Linked DNA regions of Mus musculus: region 2 is linked to region 1. The links are chromatin contacts, called in public Hi-C maps. All regions are on one chromosome and are shown on one strand. The core of a region is the stretch at or near the end of the contact, and the rest is flanking DNA. Distances in the headings are between cores, read along the strand shown. Region 1 overlaps Ptprm (protein tyrosine phosphatase, receptor type, M). Region 2 overlaps Ptprm (protein tyrosine phosphatase, receptor type, M).

Region 1 (2,700 bases), core at 52-2,551:
CGTCAGAAGTATAAAACAAAATGGTAAGAAATAAATGTGAAGTTCCCATGATATCAAAGTGAGAATGATTCATCATAGTTTCACAGAAAAGTTTATTTTTAGTCCATTTTGGAGTTGACAAGGATGATAGAGCCAAACAAGTACTAAACACATCGGATGCGTTTTGCCGCACATCTCCACATGCACAAAATATCTCCACTGCCTCCCCTCACGTTGTGCTGTTTATATCTGGATCTTTCTCTTCGTGTCTGCAGAGCTATAAACAGCCTTCAGCATTTATAGTCACCCAGCATCCTTTGCCAAACACCGTCAAAGACTTCTGGCGACTGGTCTTGGATTACCACTGCACATCCGTAGTTATGCTGAACGATGTGGATCCTGCCCAGGTGAGTCCAGGGACTCCTTCAGGCAGACCTCAAGTCAGAGAGTCAAGTCTGCTTGTGCTTTGTTTGTATAAGATGTGCAAGCCCCACGGCCCGTGCCCATGGCCCGGCAAAGATTTGGAAACACAAGGGTTTACAAATAAGCATTAGAGCTGTAGAAGACAGTCGGTGAGAAGCAAGCAGACAGACTGAAAGCATAGGATACTGGAAGAAGAAAGACAGGGGCACAGATGGGGACCACACATTGCACAGCTAAAAAGAGCGAGCCAACCAGCGGAGATGGGACAGGCCTGGATCTCATGTTTTTAGGCACCTGTGCTTCTTGGAAGTGCTCAGCTGGGGCCTGCAAGAGGGAGGCAACATGGTGGCCAGATAGTGAAGGTTTAAAGACCGGCAGCAATCATAAAAGAAGCAACCCTGGGAACTGGATGTAAACTCAGCAGCTCAGGGAGGTTCTCAGGTGGCCCCTCCCACAGTGAGGAGGAGGCAGAAAGCCACACTACTGAGCTGGGTGACAGAATTTTCTTGGAGGGGTCAGGAGAGTCCCAAGGCCCTTTGGGAGCAGAATCGATTCTCAGCACAGGCTTCGCTGCCATGACAGAGGGCCTTAGGGAAACCTCAAGCTTAGTGCATATTAAGAGTGAACTTATTTGAACACCAAATTCGTTTTTCTATCCAGTAGAGAAACTGCTGTTTTAGATAGGGCAGGGGTGCTGGTGGAGGCTCCTGGAGTATTTCAGCATGTAAACAGGACAAGATGTCTCCTTCCCAAAACGTGGCCTGATGCTGCTAATGCTCCGTATGCGGCTAGGGTTTTTAATTACATTGAAGGCACCGTATTATGTGACTGAGGCTCTCACTTGAAAGCTAGCTGATGAAATAATAATGACAGCCCTTGTTCTTCTCCACTCCTTTTGGCTTCGTGTCAACGTTTTAGAATTCTTCCTCCCTCCTCCCCACTCGCAGAACAGATTGTCACTGTCTGTGAAAGCCCCGCCAGTTTCAAATGGAACCAAACCTGTCATTCTAAGTTCTAGGCCACAGTCAGGTTTCACCAATCTAAGAGCCAGACACAGGCTAGGAGAAGTGTACCCCGTTCCTGATGGGACGTGCATATGGATAAACTACGGGTGACCAAGATGTCACGGACTCCGGGGTGCTCCCTGAGCATCCGTGTCTGAATGCCAAAGCCAAATTCTAAAGCAAACCGTCTGGACTCAAACCAAGTCTTAGCTGACTGGCAGACGGAGAGACAAAGAGACTCCCAATTCTATTCAGCAGATAGAGCTGATTTCCAGAGCGGGGCTAGAAAGGCTTCTGGGACTCTTGTCTTTTAGCAAACGCTAAACTGGAAGCTGGAACTCCGGAGCGTCATAAGCGTCCGAAGCTCCCACTCGACTGTTTTAAGTATTTATCGGACCAGCTCATGGATGTGTTATGCACCATTTAAGCCATTTTCTACATGGTTTCCTCAGGCAGAATGTAGGACACAGTGTGCCAAGAGCTAGATGCCAGCCCGGGCCATTCATATTTCTGCAGTGTAAATGACAAGCATTTGATCAGTTGCTTGAACTGGGAAAAATATCAACAGAGAGCAAAGCCTGCTCTGTCCACTGAGGAATGGGCAGAACAGTTTAAAAGTGTTTGTTATGGCTTTTACTGCCATCTCAGCTCTTGGTCATCATGCCTGTGTGAACAGTGGGCACCCTTGGGAATCAAAAGGGAAATAAACATCTACATACCATTGTTTGACAAGGCAAGTTTAATAACCTGTCGCTAGGAAATGCTGGTGAGGAAGAAAAAAAATCCCATGGAAGCATTATTCAAAAATAAATAAATAAATAAATAAATGTAATTTCTAAATCCAGCAGGCGTAGCTAATGTAAAGAATAGTCTCGGCTACCCTACTTACCCTCTTAATCTTTAACAAGGATTAAAGATTTATCATGGATAAAGAGGGAGAAAAAAGAGGATATTTTTCACTGTTAACCGAGAATTTATCTTGTGATCTTGAATATATAAATCACATTTTACCACGTGACAGTGACAATTTAGGTCATTTCAAAAGTCAACGTCATCAAAAGAGAAATCTGACCCTCCCATGAATCCTCTTTTTAATGGAACATCAATTAGCTTTAACAGAATGTGTTGATACACCCAGCATTTGCCAGTTATCCGGAATTAACATGTTCCAGCAATCCCTTGGAAGAGCATGAGTCTTTCCAGGTACTCATGTTTGCCTAAGTGTCATCATTATAGTGGAGTCTGGAGTCATCTTCTTGGGGCCTAGACACATATTCCTTTTAGCATGAGTGAG
Region 2 (2,700 bases), core at 157-2,656, 380 kb before region 1:
ACACAATGGAACTGCAGGCTGGTGGCTGAGGTGACGGATGTCGCAGTAGCCCTGTGGAATATAAGCCGTAATTGGCTTTGATGATAGCTCTTCAGTTGTTATTTCTTCCCAGAGTCTGTAAGTTTATGGGGGAAAACATGCAAATAAAAGTACTAAGGACAACGTCCTTTGGTTTGATATTAAAATTGGAAAGCTTTACAGGTAAAGCGATCTCTCATCAAGGTTGCTAAATAATAATCAATTGTTTTTTTTGAAATTTTGATGGTTGTTAAATGTAGATTCTCAAATGAGTGTAAATTCCCCACATGTAAACGAAGTTTTCCACAGGGATAGAGTTGCTGAGTCTTGCTGACTTCACTCTGAGTGCTCCTGCTTGGACTCACATGGGTTTATGAGCCGCCGTTACATAGTTACAGCAGTTTCTCAACGGTAGTTGTTCTCCATAGATGGATGCAGTTGCTCATAAAAATTGATGCTAATGTAGGGATAGAAGGATGCAGGATCAGCCTGGAAGGTAGAAATGATTGTATGAAGTCAAGCAGCTGTCAGCTTGAGGCCCCTTCTAATAGACATAGATAATTCTTGATTTTGGTCTGCACACTAAAAATACATCTTGAATTTGGGTCAGGTATCCCAGCAGGAAAACCTGAGCATGTCATCGTTTCCGTGGATGCCTTCTCTGTTCAAAAACATTGTGAGCAGCGCATCTGCTAGTATCATGCTGGACCTCACTCGGTGTGGCCAGTTCTCACTGTATGGATTAGGCTGTCCTTGAACTCACCATTCTTAGACTTCAGGACTCCCAGTGCCAACTTGATGGGCGTGTGCACCAGCCAGATCTCTTTGGGCATTGCCATTATCACCTTGCATATGTTTATGTATTATAAACAATAACTATCTCAACAGACTTATTGAGATGTAATTTGCATGCCCTCCAAATGTTATGTGTTCATCCCCACTGCAGCTGAAGTTGTGTGATAGATTATAGTCAAAACACATAGACACTGACAGTATTGCATAAGCCTACCTCTAGTCTGTGAACATAAGGTGTATATGAAATACAAATGAATTTCATACTCACACTTCAACCCCATCTCCAAGGTGCCGCTTGCATGTGTGCAAACACTAAAAATCTGACTATTCGAAATCTGAAAACACTTTGGTCTCAGCATTTCAAAGAAGAGATCCTTAACCTACATTATTATGATTAAGTATCCATTTTGATAACCACTCTTGAATTATTTACTGGGAAACAGTAAATCCAAATAATTAAACCGATGCATTTCTTAGATTCTGGGGAGTTCATTTGTGACCATTTTAAAATTCAGAGCATGCTTGCCAAGTACGGCCTTTGCCAGTGTTTACTGGGCAGTCCTGGCTGCTCTGTTGGCAGTGCCTCCTTGATTGTGATGACAGCCAGGAGAGAGGCCCGCTCTCGGGTTATTCTGGCTGTCGGGCACACTGGGCACATGTCTAGTTCACTTCAGCCTTTGCCATCACATTAAGATGTAAGTGTAAATAAGAGGGCTGGGGCTTTCTCCTCTTCTGCCCCCCTTCAGTTGGCACTTTGATCTTGCCAATTACTCCTTTCTGGGTCTGTGGCTGGGATGTTGATGCAGGCTTTGAAGAATCAATAGGAATGAGACATCCAGAGGGGATTTGTGTCTTGGTCAATGAGAACCCATGCCTTTGGGATCAAAGGCTGATTGGGGATCAATTAATATTTGAGAACTTTGCTCTCCGTACAAAGCAATGGGGATGTAGCAGGAAGGAGGGAAAGGCAAAACCTGAACTTAGCCTGCTTGTTATTCATGGAAGACAGAGTTTGTAGCTCCTACAGATTTCACAAGGATCTGGTGGAACATTTTGAAAGGGACACGGAAAATAAATGGGCCTATAAATTTAGAGAGGGGGGGAAGTGTTTCTTTTTGAATATGAGATGGGTAAGAATTTCCACTCTGAAGGTGCTGTGCCTGAAATTCCAATGAGTTTGGCAAAGCCGGGCCTTCCCGCTCAGCGTGAGTTCTAAACTTTGCTGGCCAGAGAGACTTTTTTTTTTCTTGAGCCCTTTCCCACTTTCCAAGGATAGGTCAGTTATTTTAAATGGTACAGTTTTTTGTTTTGTTTTGTTTTGTTTTATTTTGTTTTATTTTGTTTTTTTTTGAGGGCTCAGTACACAGAATGCCTGACCTGAATCATCTTTTAAAATCTCCACCCCACTCCTTTAAACAAGTGTTTGAAAAAGATAAGATCGATATTATACAAAGAAAACGTTCCACAAAGACTTCTGGATAAGGTCTTTCCCTTTATTTAGAGGTGCTGGTGTCTGAACATGCCACATCAAAATAGGAACCACAGTGTGGGATCCACCTGAAGCCACTTGCCCACTGAAAATGGTTCTCGGTTCAGGACCTAGAGGGTAGGGGACCTTCTGAAACTCGGGGACATTATCTCCCCTTGGTATCTATTGAAAACCAAGCTTACAACAAAAGCAGAGACTTACTGTAGGAAGCTGACCTTGGAAGTGGAATGTCACCACCTTTGGTCCTCACCATCCTGGTGGATGAGTTTCTTTCCTGCATCCAGAACTGTTATCTTTCCTTTGAAGTTATGACTTCACCTGGTTCCCACTTGAGCTATAGCTTTTGCTTAACTAGCCAGATGCCACCCCATAACCTCTGGCAGCCTGAACCATCTGTA

What was found. A called contact is a pair of places that touch in the nucleus more often than the background predicts.
Region 2: a Hi-C map of cerebellum shows a contact between it and region 1, with 1.6 times the contacts expected there. The contact joins two enhancer-like sites. A contact is called at or near these places in 6 of 484 Hi-C or Micro-C datasets (cerebellar granule neurons, cerebellum, cortical neurons and 2 more), 1 of 115 datasets of contacts at active chromatin or transcription factors (astrocytes) and 1 of 9 other capture datasets (embryonic stem cells).

The regions. Positions count from the first base shown.
Region 1 is chr17:66,685,937-66,688,636 of GRCm38.p6, reverse strand. It overlaps Ptprm (protein tyrosine phosphatase, receptor type, M), which reads left to right. Exons shown (of 31, transcript NM_008984.2): 27 at 255-386. Among named protein-coding and RNA genes, the nearest start is that of 1700016K05Rik, 27 kb to the left of the region's middle. Within about 2 kb of position 1,301, at least 24 of the 459 cell types and tissues checked have an H3K27ac peak or open chromatin away from gene starts, as enhancers often do. A contact at or near this core is called in cerebellum and neural progenitor cells, where this site is marked.
Region 2 is chr17:67,070,152-67,072,851 of GRCm38.p6, reverse strand. All of the region lies in intron 4 of Ptprm (protein tyrosine phosphatase, receptor type, M), which reads left to right. Among named protein-coding and RNA genes, the nearest start is that of Mir5709, 45 kb to the right of the region's middle. Within about 2 kb of position 1,406, at least 25 of the 459 cell types and tissues checked have an H3K27ac peak or open chromatin away from gene starts, as enhancers often do. A contact at or near this core is called in cerebellum and neural progenitor cells, where this site is marked.